6 separate regions of the Mus musculus genome follow, and all the other regions are linked to region 1. Evidence: chromatin contacts called from public Hi-C, HiChIP or PLAC-seq and promoter capture Hi-C data. All regions are on one chromosome and are shown on one strand. The core of a region is the stretch at or near the end of the contact, and the rest is flanking DNA. Distances in the headings are between cores, read along the strand shown.

The links. Promoter capture Hi-C pulls out the DNA fragments that hold promoters and counts their contacts. Hi-C and Micro-C count contacts between places; a contact is called where the count stands out from the background. HiChIP or PLAC-seq counts read pairs in DNA pulled down with a chosen protein or histone mark.
Region 2: a contact with region 1 is called in an H3K4me3 HiChIP or PLAC-seq map of bone marrow-derived macrophages, with 4 times the contacts expected there. The contact joins the promoter of Det1 here to the promoter of Polg in region 1. A contact is called at or near these places in 4 of 39 promoter capture datasets (the C10 cell line, the HPC-7 cell line, liver and 1 more), 1 of 484 Hi-C or Micro-C datasets (the G1E-ER4 cell line) and 1 of 115 datasets of contacts at active chromatin or transcription factors (bone marrow-derived macrophages).
Region 3: a contact with region 1 is called in a promoter capture Hi-C map of pre-B cells, with 3 times the contacts expected there. The contact joins the promoter of E430016F16Rik here to the promoter of Polg in region 1.
Region 4: a Hi-C map of B cells shows a contact between it and region 1, with 6 read pairs. The contact joins the promoter of Prc1 here to the promoter of Polg in region 1. A contact is called at or near these places in 2 of 484 Hi-C or Micro-C datasets (B cells and embryonic stem cells) and 1 of 115 datasets of contacts at active chromatin or transcription factors (extraembryonic endoderm stem cells).
Region 5: a promoter capture Hi-C map of pre-B cells shows a contact between it and region 1, with 4 times the contacts expected there. The contact joins the promoter of Aen here to the promoter of Polg in region 1. A contact is called at or near these places in 2 of 39 promoter capture datasets (hippocampal neurons and pre-B cells), 3 of 484 Hi-C or Micro-C datasets (CD4 T cells, the G1E-ER4 cell line and uterus), 5 of 115 datasets of contacts at active chromatin or transcription factors (embryonic stem cells, forebrain, memory CD8 T cells and 1 more) and 2 of 9 other capture datasets (adipose tissue and liver).
Region 6: a contact with region 1 is called in a promoter capture Hi-C map of pre-B cells, with 2.1 times the contacts expected there. The contact joins the promoter of Mrps11 here to the promoter of Polg in region 1. A contact is called at or near these places in 4 of 39 promoter capture datasets (the C10 cell line, the HPC-7 cell line, liver and 1 more), 4 of 484 Hi-C or Micro-C datasets (the G1E-ER4 cell line, embryonic stem cells, erythroblasts and 1 more), 1 of 115 datasets of contacts at active chromatin or transcription factors (memory CD8 T cells) and 2 of 9 other capture datasets (adipose tissue and liver).

Annotation. Positions count from the first base shown.
Region 1 is chr7:79,464,966-79,468,054 of GRCm38.p6, forward strand. It overlaps Polg (polymerase (DNA directed), gamma), which reads right to left and starts at 1,308. Exons shown (of 23, transcript NM_017462.3): 1 at 1,105-1,308; 2 at 1-406. The coding sequence starts at 246. n-TRtcg5 (a tRNA gene) reads left to right here and starts at 1,454; the gene lies at 1,454-1,526.
Region 2 is chr7:78,845,280-78,848,527 of GRCm38.p6, forward strand. It overlaps Det1 (de-etiolated homolog 1 (Arabidopsis)), which reads right to left and starts at 1,932. Exons shown (of 5, transcript NM_029585.3): 1 at 1,828-1,932.
Region 3 is chr7:78,716,309-78,719,806 of GRCm38.p6, forward strand. It overlaps E430016F16Rik (RIKEN cDNA E430016F16 gene), which reads right to left and starts at 1,912. Exons shown (of 11, transcript NR_015542.2): 1 at 1,772-1,912.
Region 4 is chr7:80,292,905-80,296,250 of GRCm38.p6, forward strand. It overlaps Prc1 (protein regulator of cytokinesis 1), which reads left to right and starts at 1,572. Exons shown (of 15, transcript NM_001374624.1): 1 at 1,572-1,687. The coding sequence starts at 1,677. It also overlaps a transcript of Rccd1 not described here.
Region 5 is chr7:78,893,705-78,897,245 of GRCm38.p6, forward strand. It overlaps Aen (apoptosis enhancing nuclease), which reads left to right and starts at 2,223. Exons shown (of 4, transcript NM_026531.5): 1 at 2,223-2,310. Gm39039 (a long non-coding RNA gene) reads right to left here and starts at 2,078. Exons shown (of 2, transcript XR_882236.1): 1 at 1,879-2,078; 2 at 71-658.
Region 6 is chr7:78,781,631-78,784,694 of GRCm38.p6, forward strand. It overlaps Mrps11 (mitochondrial ribosomal protein S11), which reads left to right and starts at 1,501. Exons shown (of 6, transcript NM_026498.2): 1 at 1,501-1,793; 2 at 1,943-2,050. The coding sequence starts at 1,729. Mrpl46 (mitochondrial ribosomal protein L46) reads right to left here and starts at 1,459. Exons shown (of 4, transcript NM_023331.2): 1 at 1,177-1,459. The coding sequence starts at 1,398.

The DNA of each region.
Region 1 (3,089 bases), core at 58-2,557:
CGCGGCCTCGTCGGGCATTTCCCCGCCGCACCCGAAGATCTGCTCGTGCAGGCCTCTCGACAACATCTGGATGAGCAGAGGGTTGAGCCGCAGCTGCCCATTCTCGGAGGAGGGCATTTGCGACGGCGGCCGCCCGTCGCTGGGGACGGGGTCGAGGACGGAGCTGGAGACCCAGCGCGCGGTTGCTGGTACTGGCCCTGAGGCGACCTTGGCGCCAGCCACCTTCTTCCAGAGCAGGCGGCTCATGGTTGGTGCAGGGAGCCCCCCGCTGTGAGTCGGGGCACCGGGCTTTGGGCTCCAGCTTGACTGCTTTTAGTGGCCGAAAGACTCAGAGAGAGACGCGTCCCCTCTCTGTGCTCCTGTCAGTGAAATAGGTCTCACCATGCCTGCCTTCCTCACACAAGTCCTAAAGGAGACAGACGATAAAAGTGTTATTACAAGTGTCACGGACTTGAACAAACCGCTTATCCCGCAACAAACATCTGCTGCGTGCCAAACAAGCATTTTCTCCACTTGATCTTAGCCAAAAGGCCAGAGCGGAGTAGGGACATTTTTCTGTTACGCCTCCAACAACCTTAAGAAATGGCACTGCCCCCTCCCGAGGACAGGGCCACACCGGCTCGGCAGTTAACTTGGGAGAAGCCGCTGGAGATGCTGAAATGGGGAGACGCAGACAGACCAGGGTTCTGGCTCTCCAACTGCGTGACCTTGGCCCAGCTCCTTAGGCCCCGACCTCCTCCTCTGTAAAATGGGGTTAAGAACTCTAGAGCCACGGGCCACTGCTGTAAGAGTGGCAGAGGGCGCGCTCGTCGAGTGGCCCTAACCCCAGTAGGCGCTCGGCAGACAGCAGTTGCCAGTCCCACCCCGCCGGCGGCCCGAGGGCCTAGCGCCCCAACTTCGAAACCCGCCGAACGAGCCACAGCCTCGGGGTCCGCACCCACACCCGGGCGGGCCTAGGGCGCCCTGGTCGGGGCGTCGGCGGCCACCCCCGCACGCCGGGACACAGGGTCCCCGCCGCAGCCGCCGCCCTGCTCCCGGCCCGGCTTCCCGAGTGGAGAGGGAGCAGCCGCGCCCGGCCCTCCCCCTGCCGAGCCCGCCGGAAACCTCGGTCCGCTTCGCGCTTCCCGTTCTGCGGCAGCCCACAGCCCCGGCGACGACGCGGCGTCCGCGGCGCGCGGCCCACGCAGCCTCAGGGTGGCGTGCGGTCTCGGGAGCAGCCGCAACTTCCCGTCTGCGCGAACTGGGTCCCGCGGCTACCCAGAGGCAGGCGGGAGACTCCCCCGAGCGTCCAATAAGAGCGCCGCCAATGGAGCCGCCCGCCCGCGGGGGTGCAGAGGGACTTCCGGGTGAGGTCCTCCGCTACTTCCCTCCCCACGGAAAAGATAGACCAGTCTGACGCGAGCCTGAAGGCGGCTACACGCTTTAAGCTAAGTAAAGGCACCTTCTCGCTGGCGGCCGCGTGGCCTAATGGATAAGGCGTCTGACTTCGGATCAGAAGATTGCAGGTTCGAGTCCTGCCGCGGTCGACTTGTATGTTGTTTTTATCTGTCAGTTTGTTAATCCCAAGATTCCCTTTGGAAATAAAGCGAAATTGACCGTAGTGGTTATGACCAACTTCTAGTCTAAACTTAATTCTTGGAACTCAAGGATCTGAGCAAACAACTGTCAGGGTGACACATTGCTTAAACGGTGACAGCGGTCGAGAGCCTTGTCCCGGATGGAGAGTGGAGCAAACGGAGCACGTGCCGTCCGAAGTCTAGATTTGTCACCTATGGACCGCAAAGGCTAAGCCTCGATGGAGTCTCCTCCCTCCTATCCCGGACAATGATGCTGGGGGTTGATGCTGTTGAGTCCGATTGGTCGCGCCCACCGGGCACAGCTGAAGCACGTCCCGCTTCAGAGATCTGTCAATCTCTGGGTCCACCTCCCGTTGCTCCGGTTGTTTCTGCTCCCAGCTCTCCGTAGAGGGTCAGCTGCAAAGGGTCAGGCGAATATGGCCTGGGTGAATAACTGGGACCCAGGGATTCAAGTCGAGAGTCCCGTACGAGGAAAGAAAAGATCAGGATTGCTTCAGGCAGACTAGGGGGCACAAGCAGCTGATTAGGGAAAAAATTCGGACCGCGCTGAACGGCAGCCCCCACTTCCAACCAGCGAGACCACCCGGACGCTGAGAACTGTGTACAGGAGAGAGGGTCTTTGACTTTTTTCAGGAGTCGCTCCTCTATCCGCTTTTCCTGTCACTAGCAGCGGCAGGGACTCATACAGAACCCTTCTCCTTTCTCCTTTTCTTAGTTTCTTCCCCCTCTTTTGTCTGTCTGTCTGTCGGCCTGTTTGCTTGTTTGTTTGTTTTTAACGATGAGGTCTCACATTGTAACTTAGAACTTACGCGGTAGCCCTGGCTGCCCTCCCGCCTCAGTGCTTGAACTACAAATATCCACAATCTAGCTCTCCAGCTGAGACATTCTTATACATTTTTCTAGATGTACTTAATAGACATAAAGTGATTTTTGTTTGTTTGATTGGTTGGTTATCAGTTTTATATATATACACACACAAACCAGAGTCAACTAGATAAGAGATTCCTTATTTTGTGATTCTTCTTGCTTTTACATAACTTTGCTCAGTTTATTTTGCTATAAGGTGAAAAAGGAGAGGCTCTTAACTCAGGAAGCCTCCGAGCAGGAAAAACAATTTCATTTTTATTTCATAGTCTCCTACTGAAATTCAGTGTTCTCTTCATCTGTGAGCCTAGGCAAGCTGCCACGTGGCGCTAGCCATACCCGTGCCTTGTTCTCAACGGTGTTATACTCGCTGTAAATTTTTCAAAACTTTGATTGCAGCCATTGGAGTTTCAAAGAGCGGTAGCTGCGAGGAAGAGCCTAGAAACTGCGATTTAATGGACTAACAAACCCCGCATCATCAGGAAGCAGTGATGCACATCTTCAACCCCAGAACGCTGTGTTGGAGCCCTCCCCTGGGCTGTGGGAATAGCTCAGTGGGGGGAAGAGCATGGCTTGCAAGAGCGAGCACCTACCTGAAGCCGTGAAGGGAGGGAATACGTGAGGGGGGGGGTACGCGGGGGGGGGGGG
Region 2 (3,248 bases), core at 682-3,181, 620 kb before region 1:
ACTTGTATAGACAGGCCAATGGAGAATAGAGTCCCAAAATAAGCCTTCTCTTGCCACAATTAATCTTGTCAACATGCCTGGCTTCGAAAACTCTAGGAGATCCGTGAAGCATACTTCTGGGTGTCTATAAATCAGTGCCAGAGACAGGAAGACTATGAGGGCTTTCCTCAGGTATCTAGCCAAAGGGTCTCATACATGAACAAACACCATTTGGTAGTTAATAAGGCCTGGACCAACCGCAGGCACGTGGATCTCTGTGAGTTTGAGGCCAGCCTACTCTACATAGTGCGTTCCTGGACAGTCAGAGCTACATACACAGTTAGGCCATGTCTCAAAACCCCTACCCACCTCCTACCCTGCTACCCCAGGGAAAGGGGAAAGGAAAACCTACAGGGTGAACAGAGTATTTGCTGTCCAAATATCTGGTAAGGGGTTAATACTTAACATATTTAATGAACTCTTAGAACTCGACAAATAGCCACAAACCCAGATTCAAATACAAATGGCCAACAAAGAAGGTTTGCACATCAATAATAGAAAGAGAGAGAGAGAGAGAGAGATCTATCTCAAAAGCTTGGAGGTGGTAGTAGTGTTCTGGCAAAGGCTTTCATAAAGAGCAGCATAACAGATTCCCCAGGACCACAAAACAAACAAAACCCTTACAACACATAGTCAGGGTATTGTTTTGCAATCCTTTTGTTTCAAGCTTATCCTCATACAAGCTACATCCATTGGATAAAGATCTAAAAGGCTTGCAGAGCCGCCAGACCAGAGGGAGTCAGGTCTCTAAACTACCACCTCTGGTTGTTTTTTGGAAGGAACCCTTCCCTGAAAGCCACTCGCTCATTTGCATATTGCCTAGAGCCACTTTAGCCCTAGGAAAAGAGCAGAGTGACTGCAACAGACCACACACTGAACTCTACTATCTGGTCTTTTGTAGACACTAAATTCTTCACCTTTGAGAACTGTCTCCAATATCAGCCTCATCATCCTGTCTTTGAAGGCCTTCCTTCACTTAGTGAGACATAGATTCCAACACACTAGCCACTCAATTGCAACTCTCTGTATTTTACTAATGTGTATATTTATGGTGATCTCTCTGGGTCAAGTATACACTTATCTGTTGTATGCCCACCACAGTGCTTAACACGTAGCAAGCTTCCTTCTTAAACGGTGGGCATACCTCAAGCCATCTTCTTGGCTAACGTGGGTAACCACAGGGGAACTTTCATTTTCCGGAAGACATTCTCTCCGGTCCACGCCATAAATTCTCTCGTTGCAACGTTAGTAGTGTCAAGTTTTGGGGAAGTCTTTCTGACCACCCCACCTAAAGGACTCATCTTTTTCTTGTTTCTTTCTCTAGTCATCTGTCACATTTTTTTTTTTTAATTTACACGGTCGCTTGCATGGTTGTGTTTAATGTTTGAGTCTCCTCGTTGAACTGTACCCTCTCTAATGGAAGTAACCAGGTCTACTTCGGTCACCGCGGTATACTCTTCCAGCCCTGGGGCTGGCACATGGTAGACGCTTTGGTGCGGTGCGGTCTGAAACGAAAGCCTGGCTAAAGCGGGTCACTAATTGTGTGAACGCAAGGTTTATTCCTCGTTGGAGCAAGTGCACATGTCCCCACACTCTTGGCGACTGCTTCCAAAACAAGAAAAGGATGCCAAGAGGCAGACACACATGCCCATGGTCGCCCCCGGAAAGAAAAGCCCAGGGCGGGGCCTCCCCGGGCAAAGCCGGGGGCCGGAGCTCCTGAGACCCGGCGAGCATGCGGGGAGGAGCCCGCCGCGGAGCTCTCGCGGGCCGCAAAGGGCAAGTCCTCACCTGTCGAGTCCTGGCTCATGGGGCCAGGGCAAGGGTCGCCCTAGCCTGCTCCGCGCACACCTCCCCCGGCCCCGCCCCCACCATGCCTCGGGACCCCGGCGTCGGCAGCCACCAGCCCGGGTTTCCGCCCGCTACCGGAAGCGCTGCGCAGCGAGAAGGGAAGATCGGAAGATCGAGACGCCATGCAGCTAAGGAGCGGCGCAGCGCACCCTGGCGTCCGGAGGAGAGATCGAGACCATAGAGGCTGGATAAGCCCCGGACCAAGTGATCCAAGGCACGTTCATAACTACTATGAGTAGGAGTTAAGTTTTCACCTGCTTCTTGCATACTGGTGGAAGATGGATTATACATGCACCATGTCACTGCGTTTTCCATGCTCGTGGTTGCACGTGGGGATACAATAAAAGCTTCTGTACTAAATGAATCCAATACCATTGACTGGCCTTTTCACCTACACGTTACTTCATTTAATTTTCTTTTTTCTTACAAGCTATTTCTTCCCTGTGAGTCGGTGGCTTCTCTCCTTTGTGCTTGCGTGTGTGTGTGTGTGTGTGTGTGTGTGTGTGTGTGTGCGCGCGCGCGCGTTTGTATTTGGGTGTATGGTTTATTTTTGATGCTTTGGCAGGAAACCAAACCCAAAATATCTTCTCTTAAGGCTTCTGGGTAGCCACCGCCACTGTTCACCCACCACTGTCAAATATCTGTTTCTGTTGATGTGTATTGCTTTGTTGTGTCTCTCCTCCCTTTGGTAGATTATAAACTGAGAACAGGGATTTTTGTCTTATTTTCTGTTCCAGCCCCACCTCCCACCCCATAACAAGGTTTGACATCTTATAGAATCTCAGTAAATATTCCATCAGTAATCCATTGTGGTCTATCTCTTCTGGACCCCCATGCCATCTCCATTCTATATCCCCAGCTCTTCTGAGACATAGGATATAGAATTAGAGGCTAGGTTGAGCCTTGCTCTCTCTCCCAACCCTCTCCATACCCAAAGGACTCAGAGAATGAATATCTCTGCAGACCAACACATGAGAAAGGGATATGTGTTGACTTTGACCAGGGAGAGAGGAAAATTAAGGTCTAAAGGGGAAAGGTGACTTGGGGATATAGACTGACTATGAAGAGAATGATAGGTTTCTGGCCCAGTCCTACCATTTCCAGGCTCAGTATTCTTAGGTGCTGGCTTTAGAAACCTCATGCCTTTTTCTGGAAAATGACTATACCTGCCTCTTAAGGTTATCCCAAGTATTAAACCTGTTAGCCCTAAATACTTGAAGTCTTGATAAAATATTACTAAAGCTTTCCAGCCACAACTCTCTTCCTTTCCCATGATGAAACTGAGACCCAAAGGGGACATACATCTCTTGCACAAGTTCATACAAGAATAAGAGCCAGTAGGGGTGGGGCCACAGATTATA
Region 3 (3,498 bases), core at 662-3,161, 750 kb before region 1:
GAATTTGTCTTCTTACTTAGAATATAGACCAGATGATGGTCTTGCAATTCCATTATCCCAGGATGCCCAGGAGAATTCAGACAAGAGACTGGGCCTCCTTGTCAGAAGGCTAAAGGACAAACACATGCAGAATAATTGTTGAGAGCCAGGCAGCCTAAATACTCTACTCCAATGAATCCCTCAATAACTTGATAAATCCTATCATGATCATCATTTTGGAGAGGTGGAAAATGGGGCCTCATGAAAGTAAAGTCATTCCCCGCACAGAGCTAGTCAACCCAGGCTGGACTGCTCCAAGTTGTCCAGAACACGGTAGGACACAGTTAAATGTGAGAGGTACAGTTCAAACTCAGGTTGCCGGGCTCCCTGGACCTCTATGCTATTCCACAATGTCTTCCTCTGCACTAGTGCTTTTCAGCAGGGAACATTTCACTTGTCGGAAGATGTTTGACATTATGGATTGTCATAGCTGGGGAGGAAGGAGTACTGCTGTCATCCATCAGACCAAGACCAGGAATCCTGCTAAATATCCCACAGTACACAGGGTGAGCCCTATGACACAGAATTAGCTGGCTAAGATACCAATGGGATTGAGGTTGGCAAACTATGTCCCTGAATCACCAAAGACTGAATTGTTTAGCGTCTGAGCTCTTCCAGGGTCTCGGGTTGAGGTAGGGCCAGGAAGCTCAGGCCAGCAATCTCCTAAGCGCTGTGTGGAACTCTGGCACACATGGCTGTTCTGTTACGGGTTTGTAAAATGGGAGAGCAGGCAGGGCAACTTTAGGAGGGAAGAGATTCACCAAAATCAAGATGTCTTTTTGGAGAAGACTTCTGTGCTACATCTGGTATTCTACTGGCCAGTCATCTCTGTCTCACTGTGTCTAAATACCTGAGGCACTCAATGTACAAGAGTGTTTCAATGCATGCATGCATTCTGAGGTTTCAGTCCACAGTGGCTCAGTTCACTTGCTTCAGGCCTGTGGCACAGAAATCATCAGGGCAGAGGAGGCTGCTCACCGGTGGCAGCCAGTAAGCAGAGATGAAAAGAAAGGGACTGAGATACCAATCACACTTTCATGGGCAGAACCCTATGAACCTGATGCCTTTCTACAGAGCTCCACACTAAAGACTCTACTAGCTCCAAACACTGCCACAAAGCCTTCAACAAGCCTTCGGGGTATATCTAAGGTCTAAACCATAATTGTAGTGATCAATCTTAGATGCCAATGTCAAATGCTTCCCTAGGTGTTTCCAGGAAAATTTGATAGGTGTAGTTAATTCTACAATAAGCTAGTTTTGAGTAAAGGATACCTGGGTTGACTGGACTCAGTGGCTCCAAAGGCCCTAACAGTAGAGTGGAAGTCTCCCCACAAAGGTGGGTGGAAGGGTCCCACTCACAGACAGCATCGCCCTTGATGCAGGCAGAGAGGTGCAGCCTGCCCTTGGGACGTCAACCTTTCCCTGCCAGCCCGCACCACCACAAAGCCAGTTCCCAGCATCTCTTTATAGTGATCATCTCTGTCTGCTTGGCTGGTTAACCCTGCTTACCACAAGTAACTCACAATCTCCAAGGGGAGAATAAAGCTTTATGACAATTCCCAAAGTGATTTGTCCAGCAAAGCCTTGAATTTGAAGAGCATCCTGTGGGATCATACTCCAGATGTCTTTTTCTGACAAGCAGTAACACAAGGAAACTAGGCAGTTTGGCCAGTTCTTTGGCCCGGCTTCTATGGATGGTATCGGGTTCTCACTATGGACAGAGGATCCTTACCACTACATGCCATCTGCCGGTTGCCCTTCTCCACTACACAGGAGGTGGTCCTCTTGCATCCATCCTTGAGGCACATCCAACACCATGACTGAGATTTCTTAGGTCTAGACCTTTGCTCTCAGTAAGCAGAGCTGATAAGCCTCAGCCCCTGAATACGCAGCAGTCAAAACGGCATGGTTTATGCAGAGCACCTGGCACACAGTGGGTGTTCAACTCCTGTGCCAAGACCCTCCCCTCTGATGACAAGCTGTGCTAAAACAGGCCTCCTACTATATAAGGAATAAGCAGGGTTTTTAAACCACTCAATATGGGCAACAGTTGCCAAATGATGCTACGGAGCTCTCCTAGGCCCGAGGCCCGCCCTAAATTTAACAGGCCTGTGTTTACAAACCCAAATCCATGCATCTCTGAGGCTCCCACACATATCCCAGCTGTCCGCCTGAAAAATTCCGCGTGGAGAGTCTCTGGCAGAGTCTCCACCAGCTGGTAACTCTCAGAGTGTTCCTGACACTTGGTCTGAGCCTTAGGCACACTATTCACAGGCGAAACCCAGGAGCTCCTCCTTCTACCTGAAGACTGGTAGGACTCTGAGCTGGTGGATTGCAACCAGGATTCTGAGGCTAAGCCACACACGGAAGATTCTAGGAGCTAAGACAAGCCTCTCTGCAGAGCCTGGCTTTTCTCTCTCTATCCTTTACTCATTCTCTGTATGTACTAGGCTGACACACATGCACAACATCACACCTTCCTACAATTCAGCTATCCTGAAACTGTCCAATAGCACTGAACACAGCCCAGAACCCAGAAAGACACAGAAGTCTCTAGATTGGACACAGAACATAGACTGATTCTCTGAACCACGTGCAGCGCCGTAAGCCTTCCCTCGGACCTTATTTCCCTTTCCTATGGGCTATTTCTCCAACTGAGAGACACCTAAATCACCAGACAGCTTGGTAAATACAGATTGCTTGTTCTACCCTTCCCACCCCACTCCAGTGATTCTGATTAGGCAAGTCTGGAACAGGACCGGAGGAATGGGCATCTCTAAGGAGTTCCCAGGTGAAGCTGATGTCACCAGATCAGGGGCTGCTCTCAGGTTAGGGGGTGGCTGCTTTACAGATTGGATGAGTCAAGCCCACTGACTCTAAGTAATCCTGAATCAGAATGGAATCTCCCTCTGTGTGTGTGTGTGTGTGTGTGTGTGTGTGTGTGTGTGTGTGCGCACTGGGGGCGGGGAAGATGCCGATAGTGGTGAGTCTCAAGAAAGAGAAAGCCAGGCTGACAGCTGCAGGAAGTGACAGTTGACAGCCTGAGAGCACAGAAAGAGACAGCAAACTATAAAAAGCAGACTTAAGAACTCAAAAAGCAAAACGGACCGAAGCCATCTCTGTGGGATACAGTTACTATATTCTCCAGATCCAACCTCAGGAAGAACTCTCTCCAAGCCCCGTGTGACCCTGGGAGTCACAGTGAAGACCCTATCATGTGAAGGAAGCTATACTTAGGCTGCTTCCAGGGCAGGGAAATGTAAAAATTAATGTTCTAAAAATTGACATCTAATTCATCGGCAGTAAAGATCATCGGGGGTTTAATGGGTTATAAACTTGGCACTATGAAAAACTTTTCACCATGAACTAACCCATTTGCTCAGTTTTCTAGGCTCCTACCGTGTGTGCACCTGCACATATGTATATCCTGCACCCATATACAGATAAATATCTGATGTA
Region 4 (3,346 bases), core at 322-2,821, 830 kb after region 1:
GTAATTTTACTACTGTTATGAATCAAATATCTGTTATGTAGGATGTCTGCTATTCTACTCCTGTGATAGGGCTATTTGACACCCCCCCCCCCCCAAAGGGCTCAAGACCCACATTTTGAGAATCACAGCTTTGGATTCTACTTCCTAGACCCATGCAGTGGGAGGAGAAAACTGAATCTTTTAAGTTGCCCTCTATTCTCCACACATGACCACCCCATATACACACACAAATTTAATAAATGTATTTATCATAAAAAAGAGAAGCAAATAATGAGACTCTTATAGATGGTACAGTTGACCAATACAGAAAAGCAGACAATTTTAGTTATAATTCAGTATAAACTAGATTTTGTTTTATTTTGGGCCTATAGATGGAAGCTAGTGGTTTAAAAGCGCATTGCTAATCACCAGTGCTGTGGGTAACAAGGATACTCCAGGTAAAGTTTGGTGCAGAAGATAGGTTAATAAGTACCTCTTCGCAAAGGAGAATTCAATAATTACACTTCTACAAATCATTTTGGAGGAGGTAGCAAAAAAGAAATTCATCTCAGCTTTATTACAAATTTTAGTCTGAGTAGCAAAGGAGATACTCCCATAGCAGTGTATTAGGTAATAGTAAATCATTGAAAATGGGATACAGATGCTATGGGTCAGTGGGAAGAAAAGGACACACAAATACTTTGGTTGTTTTTTGTTTTTGTTTTTTGTTTGTTTGTTTGTTTGTTTTGGTTTTTCGAGACAGGGTTTCTCTGTGTAGCCCTGGCTGTCCTGGAACTCACTTTGCGGACCAGGCTGGCCTCGAACTCAGAAATCCGCCTGCCTCTGCCTCCCAAGTGCTGGTATTAAAGGCGTGCGCCACCACGCCCGGCTACACAAATACTTTGATGTCATGTTCAAATTGTGGAGTTTTCCTGATTTACCTAAATCTTATAATGTGCAAGAAAAACAAAGCCCAAATCACCATTTGCTCACAGCTAAATTGGGCAAGTCAGTTTTTTCCTGTAGCCCAAACTATTTCCCTGTCCTGTCTCTGCCGCCTACGTTCTGGAAAAGCTACTCAAATCTTTTTCTTCAGGATAGTGATGATCATTATTAACAGGTGTGTTCTAATGATTAAATGCGATAAACTTGTCCACTAAGGTACCAGGACCAAGAGCCTGGTTTTTTTTTCCTTCTAAGCTTTCCTGCTAGTCCCTGCTCCTCTTGGGACATTGGAGAGTAGCAAGAAGTCGAGCTGTTCTGGCAGTCTACCCAATACTTCTCAGGAAGCACAAAAATTTGAAACCCAACGGCAGCAACTCAGTGGGTACCGGTGACATCATCGGCCACACCCCTACACCCCACCCTTGAGGCGGGCATAGGTGCACGCATGCGCATATTGAGGCCCGCACGCTCCCCGTGCAAGCGCTTCCCACGCCCTAGGCGGTCTCTGTATCCCAGGCCTAGGCAGCAGCCCTTCGCAGGAGGGGCGGGACGAGGGCGGGGCTCCGTGAGTGGCGGACGCGGTAACCAATTGTCATTTGGCACCGCCTCTGGCTCGGTTTGAATTCCGCGGGGTCCAACGGCTCGAGAGTGGAGACGGACTCCGGGTGAAGTCTGCTGCGGCTGGTTACCGTTCTCCGTCCCGCGCGTGGCAAGTGGAGGGTCTCGATTCTGGACAGCTTGGAGCGTCCACCATGAGGAGAAGGTGCGGGTCTCTTAGGGGCGGGACCCATTACTGAGGTGCGGGTCTGGTACCAGGTTCGACAAGCTGGGTTCGCCGGTCTTCAGGCACCGATGTCTGTGGCTGGGGCGCTCGAAGCCGGCTCCGGAGGGCATCTGTGCCCGAGGCCACTAGCGGGGCGAGCAGCGGGGACAGCGCGGGGTTGACACGCTTCCTCGAGGCCGGGGTGGGTTTGTCTCAGGCCTGGCGTAGCTGGCGGCCGAGCTCAGGTGCCGCCGCAAGTCGCGGCTACTCGGCCTCTTCTCTGTGTAAACGCTGAGCATGTAATGGTGTGGGCTTCTCATCTCTTGAGTATAGTCTGTAATCGCATTGCTCGGGAGGCTAGAACAAAATCGATTCGAGTTTAGCCTAGGAGATGTAGTTTAAGACTAACCTGGGCTACGGAGTGAGACAGTACAAAAAGCCCTGAAGTTTTTTTAACCTTAAAGTTTTAAATGTATCGTTTTTTCTTCGTGTCTTACAGTTCCGCGTTTTTACTTGAGTTAGGAAGACGGCTTGAGCCGGCCAGTGGTGGCACACGCCTTTAATCCCACCACTTGGGAGGCGGAGGCAGGCGGATTTCTGAGTTCGAGGATAGCCAGGGCTACAGAGTGAGTTCCAGGACAGCCAGGGTTACACAGAGAAACCCTGTCACAAAAAAAAAAAAAAAAAAAAAAAAAAAAAAAAAAAAAAGAAAGAAAGAAAGAAAGGCTTTATTTCCTTGCAAGTTAACAAATTCGAATTCTTTTCCGGTCGTTTTAAGATTCCCAGGCGGGGTTAGAGAGATGGTTTAGCGGCTAAAAGCACTGATTGCTCTCCCAGAGGAGGTGGGTTCAATTTCCCAGCACTCACAAGGCAGCTCACAACTGTCTTTAACTCCAGTTCCAGGTGATTTTTGACACCCTCACATACAGACATACATCTAGGAAAAACACCGACGCACCTATGAAAATAAATAAAAAGAATCCTCTATTAAAAAGAAAATTCCCGGGCACTGCTTGGGAGTGCCCGATTGGAAATCCAATCAGAACTGACTCTTTGAGTAAAAGGCTGAATGCCGTTTTCGAATTTATAAAATAATTTTCTGCAACGAGTTGGGTGACAAGGCTTTGTAATTTCTAAGAATCTTGGTTTTGTGATTATAGATTTTGATCATTTTTTTTACCCCCAGATACTTGGCCTCAAGAGTCTGGGAATAGAATGAAAACAACTGACAAGTAGTATTGTGAAAAGAAATTGAGTACAAGGCTAAGGATTTCAGATATTCCCATCTGAATGACGTTATTCATTAAGCCCTTCTGGGGTTAATGGTGCATTATGAAGACTAGTAAAATCCTAACTTACACTGAATAGAAATTTGTATTCAGAGTATATTTGGATATGATTACCCTCACCTGTAATCTACAGATCTCAGGAGTTCAAGACAGGGAGTTCCAGACATCTGCAATATAAAGAGATCCTATTTCAAAATAGGAAAGCCAGACAGCTGGGTGAGGGGCACATCTATCCCCCCCACTGTCTTGGGAGGTAGAGGTGGGAGGTTCAAGGCCAGAGCAGCTTATAAGAGACCACGCCCCTCCCCCAAGAAAATAAAGTCTTCCAGTATGGCTTGTCCAAGTATTTTCTGCTTTTGTTTTGTTTTTT
Region 5 (3,541 bases), core at 973-3,472, 570 kb before region 1:
GAGTAAGAGCTAAGTACAGGTATGAACACATCAATGAAGCCCACTGCTTTGTACAAATGATATGCATTCATTTAGCTTTCCTTTACATTTTTATTTTCCATTCTGTCTTTTCGGTTGAGAGCCTAGCCTTTGATAGCTGAGCAGAGCCATCTTTCCAGCCCTAACTTTATTATTTTTTTAACATATTTTAATTCTCTGAGAATTAAACATATAAACATTCAGTGCATTTTAAACGTATCCATTCCCATCCGTTCTAGATCTACTGCCCACCCTCTCCCTTCCAACCTCGGGTTCTTTTACAACTCGCTGATTCCAGTTGGTGCTGCCTGGGTTTGCATGGATGTAGAACTAGCTACCCACCGCAGCATGGTCATCCTATCTACAGCTGCATCCTGTTGATCCATCCAGGAAAGCCTGGTTCTCCTTCCCCCAGCAGCCATCAACTGTCGGTAGCCAGGGATGGGGAGGGCTTGTGAGCCACTCCAGGCTCCATGCTCATGACACGGTGACTGTGTTGATCCTGCACAGGCAGCCCCGGCGGCTACGAAGTCAAGAGTCCTGACTTGAGACATGGACATGACCCCAGCCTTCCTCCTTCTCCTCCTCTTCCTCTGGCTCTTACAGTCTTTCTGCTCAGACTTCCAAGATGGTCGTGGGCCTTGGAGAGAAGGGCTGGGCTATAGATGTCTCCGCCATGGCTGAACATCCCACAGCCGCTCACTTGCAGCTTGACCAGTTGTGAGTGTCTGTGTTAGGGGCTACCCACCGCACAAAGAAACTTCTCTAATGAGGTCTGGGGCTGCACCAGCAGAATGTTTGAGTATACGGATTTTAAGGGCAGATTGATGCTGTCAGTTTAGCAAAATAGTAGATTTGCTTCTGGGGCCCATGAGCTCCTCCGGCTTTCCCTTTTTAAACTTACTTTTAAAAACCTGTTTTGTGTGTAAGTGTGTGTGTGCATGGAGGGGCAGGGGCTGAACACACATATGCAGGCTAAAGGACAACTTCAGGGACTTTCTTTCTTTCTTTCTTTCTTTCTTTTTTTTTGGTTTTTCGAGACAGGGTTTTTCTATGTAGCCCTGGCTGTCCTGGAACTCACTCTGTAGACCAGGCTGGCCTCGAATTCAGAATCTGCCTGCCTCTGCCTCCCATGTGCTGGGATTAAAGGCGTGGGCCACCACCGCCTGGCTCAGGGAGTTTCTTGTTGATTGGGGTATCTCGTTTCTGCCTACCCTAGCTGGCCAGAGAGCTCCAGTTAGTTTTTCTGTCTCCATATATCATCTAACTGTAGGAGTTACTGAGGTCACAGATAAATACCACTGCATCTGGCTCGCCTGCCCTCCCTCCGTCTTCTTCTTCCTCTGTCTCTCCCTCTCCCCCTCTCTACCTCTCTCCTCTGCGTAGCTTTGGCTATCTTGGAACTTGCTCTGTACACCAGTCTGTCCTGGAACTCGGAGATCTACCCGCCTCTGCCTCCGGAGTGCTGGGATCAAAGGTGTGTGCAACCACGCCCAGAGCTGCCTAGGCTAAGAAGGTTCAGGGATCAAATTCAGATTGTCAGGATTACAGAGAGAGCAAGCACCTTTTTTACCGCTGAGCAACTCTCCCATTCCTAAAAAAAAAAAATCACAAAGGAATACTTAAGATGAGTGTGGTGGCAAAACGCGTGATCCCAGCACTAGGGTGGCAGAGGCAAGAGGCTCATTCACAGCTAACACAGAAAAAGCGAGGACATTATGTGAACTTGACACTAGAAAAAAAAAAAAAAGAAAATGAGAGGACAGCTTGAGATCCTGTCTCAAAAAACAAAACAAAAAATAAACAAACAAAAAACCCAAATCAAATAAATATTGAAAAAGCAGTGCAGAAGAAGCAAACCTGATTTTTTTTCCCCCAAGTTTAACGAATACTGTATTATTTCACGGACTTCTCACAACCCCAAGCCTGGAGGGGCTGCAGTTCCCCGAGGCAGATCGGGATGTGCTCTTTGAGGCTTTAAGTCTTTGAAGGTTGCGGTTCACTAGGCGTCGGGTCAGAAACCGGACGTTCCATTCGGTTTTATGCTAACCTCCTAAACGCTGCCCTATCCCGGCGCAGGCCACGCCCTCTTCCTTCGGTAGCCCCACCCCTTCCAGTTGGCACACTTACTGAGGAGGAGCAGGATCAACCAATCAGAAGAGTCCTTAGGCGGGCGCTACGCCCCAGAGAACCAATAGACAGGTAGCCGAAGCCGGGCTTGTCCGGGCAAGGAGCTTCCGCACCCGGCAAGGGTTCCACGTGAAACCTGGGAAAGCGCGGCCGGGTTTTCAGGTGAGCTAGGGGACGGCCACAGGGAGTCCCGGGCCGCCCGTTTCTGTCGCCAGCCGCCTGTGGCTCTCGGGACGGGTTGGTTTGCAACTAGGCCGGGGCGCGGCCTCACGTGGTCCTGGCCGGACTCGGGGCCGGTGGGCCTCAGGGGACGGCGCGGACGTTGAGCGTCCTCTGGACGCCTCAGCTGGTGAGCGCGGACTGTCCTCGTACTTTTGTTTTGTTTTGTTTAAAATTGGTCTGGTAAGCTTTTGGGCAGCATCGGGGACCTTTATTGCGCCACCCTTTCTCAAACTGGGATGATTATCGCAATCGTGACTTGAGGGTGGGATCTCGGGTCCTAATCCCCAAACTTTGCCTTCTACCTAGAACGGTTGATGCCATCCGGTTACTTTGTGCTAGAACAGGGTCTCGACAGACAGACAGAGACCTGGGCATGGCAGGCAGGGCATGGCAGGTGGGGCCCTTATGACAGTGACGTTTCTGGCTTTGTAGCTTCTTGGGAGCCTTCTCATCTGGAATCCTCTTGGGTCAGGGACCCTCACTTGAAGGCCACGTGCCTACCATACTGACCAGAGTTAAGATATGGAATATTTGTACGTGGCCTTGTTGAAAGGACTGTGTCCTCTTCTCTCCAACTAAGCTGAGCTCCATTCAGGGCTGCAGGCTGTGGACGTTCTCTTTGTAATTGTTGGTTCTGACATGTTCACAGGGTGAGGGACTATAGGAAATGGCTGCTTTTTATCTCTTAACACAAATACAAAAGTACAGAGACTTTTTCTCAAGGGGACCTGATTTTAGCTTCTTTCAGACCTTGCCGGCAGGGACAGGAAAGTCTATGATCAGCAGGGTTAGCACAGGTCTTCTTAGCCAGATTTTCTCCCTTTGAGGTGTGGTTTGTGGAAATGAGGAGGTTGCTGACAACCTGTTTTTAAAAGAGGGGGTGCTATTTGGAGAGTGAACGAGCAAGCTGAGAGCCATTGAGTCAGCATGGGTCACTGGGCCTCCCCCTGGCTAAGTGGACCTTTACTCACACACATGCTGGCATCAGCAAACACAGGACTGGTCTTTCCTCCTATCTTACTGCTACTTACCCTGTGTCTTGATTAGGGGTTTACTGCTGTGAACAGACACCGTGACCAAGGCAACTGTTACAAGGACAACATTTAATTGGGGCTGGCTTACAGGTTCTGAGGTTCAGTCCATTATCATGGTGGGAGCATGGCAGCATCTA
Region 6 (3,064 bases), core at 251-2,750, 680 kb before region 1:
TCTGTGACCTTGACAGGCTCAGACGTACAACTCTTAACACAATCAGAAATAGAATGAAACACTATACAGATTTAAAAAAAAAAAGCCCACTGGATTGTAAGTAGGCAGTAGGAGAACTTCATTAAGACTGTCAAGGAGAACAGAGGGCACTGAAGACCCACTTCCCACACACTAGGTCTACTCGTCTCTGATCAGCATCTATTCAAGGACTTTCCTGCCATGAAGACTTTCCAACATCCTTCTTCCTAGTCTCTCTTTCTCCTCATGCCATTTCTTCCAGATTTCTATCCATCCTTCTTATTTCAACTCAAATACCTCTTTCTCAGAAAGATATTCCTGGATACTTCTCAGGAAAATAAAACCTATGTGGTCCTGTGTAAAACTCTTCTAGTACTCTATGTTTTCCTTAATAGCACTTACCAAAGTCTATAATTAGTCATAAGACTGGTTACTGATTGTATCCCTAATTCCAGTACCTGGAAACTCTCTGCGAAGCAGAGCGATGTGCCTGTCACATCCACAACTGCCTATCACTTTGCACACAGACGCACAGTATTGGCTACGAATACCTTTATGGTGAAAGAAAAAGGACTACCAAAAAAAAAAAAAAAAGTCAAGTGAGTGAATACATTGAGCAAAAAGCACTGACGGGAGTTTCCATTAGTATTCTCCAGACAAAAGCCTTTTGGAGTCTAGGGATACGGAAGACCTTCCATCACTATCTCCTGACCCAACAGCAACAACACTTGGGTTTTTTGTCTTTCACAGAAATTGCTCCCTGAGGTAAAGCAAACTTTACCGCATTATCTTAAGGATGTGCCCACAGTCACCACGACTTTCGTCCTAACATCACAAACACTTCTCTATAGTCTGAGAGCTCCTAAGTTAAAGGGAGTGATTCCTGTTTGCCCCCGGATCCCTACAGTATTGAATGAACAAGAAGGAAGCTATCCACACCGAATGATCAAGAGAAAACAAGCCAACTAAACTCTTTCAACACCTGCTATATCCTAACCCAACTCAGTACGGTAACTTCATCTTGCAGATGTCACTAAAGGTCGAGAAATGAAACGTTTGCTCAAGGTCACACGAAGTACCAGAGTCTCCATGGAAATCAAGACCTCCTTGATACTGTTGCTTCCCTCCGCCGCACCAGGAAGCCCGTGACTGCCTTACCTGCTGTAATAGACCCGCCATCTCTTCCTGCAATGGAGTGAGCGCCTTGGTGATCAGCGGTGGCCGCTGCAGACACAAGGCGCCCGACAAGCGCCATGGAGACCGGCTGCTTGAGGACGCAGCCTCAAGGGACAAGCCACGAGAACTACCTGCCCAGAACCTGTCAAGCTGCCGCCAGCCTCTAGCCAGCCCTAAAAGAGTACGCCCTACGGGCGCCGCCATCTTTCTGTCTTCCCACAAGGTACCGCGGCGCCCGGCAGAGCCCTCAGCCAACCCCAGGTTCCCATGAGGCAACGCGGGCCGGCGAGGGGCGGGTTTACCGAGTGGAATGAACCATTCCCTTTGGGGGAGGTAGGTGAAATTCTAGTGTTAGACCACTAGAAAGGGGAAAGTTCCTACATAAATGGTTTTATAGAGCTTTAAATTTGAAGAAAAAATACTTACAGGACTATTTAAGAGCAATCAGGTGATTTCCTGTCTGTGAGCACCCCCACAGAGGCTCATGGTGCTGGCTCGAGCTAAGCCAAGCGCCGCGGAGGGTCAATTTCAGTCATGCAGGTTTTAAGAAACTCCGGGTCGTGGCTCCTGCGGTCCTGGGCTGGACATGGAATGACCAGGTAAGGATTACTCTTTCGAACCCACTGTCACTCTCGAGCCTGCCCGCCTACCTTCCTTCCAGACCTATGTGCCACTTGAACCCCCCAAAATACCGTTAATCCAGTCCCTCATCGTACTCTCTCTCTCTCTCTCTTTTTTTGCCCCCCAGGTTTGTGGGCATTGCCCCAGCTAAGAATATCCACACCGGAGCCCCGAGATTAGAAGACTCAGCTGCCAGGCAGAACACTGAAAGGGAAGCGGCTCCAAGTCGCTTCAGGTGAGGGTAAGTGGATGCAGCGCTCTGGAAAGTTGCATCCTGTGACTTCTGCCCGACACCGTCCAAAATCATAGAAAAAGTTAATTCCTGGCTGTCATTTGCCATCTGTGGGAGCTTGTGCAAATCAGCACACTATACGTGGAGATAATGCTTAGAGGGGTTGTTGGGAAAATAGAGGGATGAGCAGGGGCATAAGGTAGCTGTTCAATTAGCAACTGTTAGCTAAGTGTCCAATGTATATAAATACCAGCTTTCTTTTCCTTGTGAGATAAGCTTTAGATCCGACTAGCAGCTTTCTCTGCCTCCAACATAAAATGTCTTGAAGAACCACACTAACTGCACATCTAGATTGTGCCTTTCTTAATTTCGTGCCTAGCCCTGGGACCTGGCATCCTGCAGCATCCCACTAGTAGAAATACTTAATATGCAGGCGGTATATATGTTCACTTACCTTCACATCTGTTTAACAGTTACAAAAGCTACTACTACCTGTTGAGTACCAGGATAAATACAGGAAATATAGGTTATGTCTCCCCAGAAGTAGTACACAACTTGCAAAAACAACACACAGGCAAATGTATTAACCATAATCTGATCAAAAGGATAATAGAGGTAAGAACTGGCTGGACATTTAAGAGAGTAAGGCACACTTGAGGAATTCAGGAAAGACTAAGTACCGTGGACTGTGGAAGTGACTAGGATCTCAGCTGGACAAGATCATTGTGATCGTGGCAGGCAAGGGTAACGTCTGTGGAAAGGCAGGCTGTCAGAACTGGCTTGTGATGCCTCTAGAAAGGCATTTCGGAACCTGTGGGTTGCAACCCCTTTGGGGTTCCTAAGGCCATCAGAAAACACACATACATACGTTACGATTCATAACAGTAGCAAAATCACAGTTAGGAAGTAGCAACGAAAATAATTTTATGGCTGGGGGTCACCACAGTATAAGGAACTGTATTAAAGGGTCACAGCATTAAGAACACTGAGGACCACTGCTCTAGAAGGATCCAAATG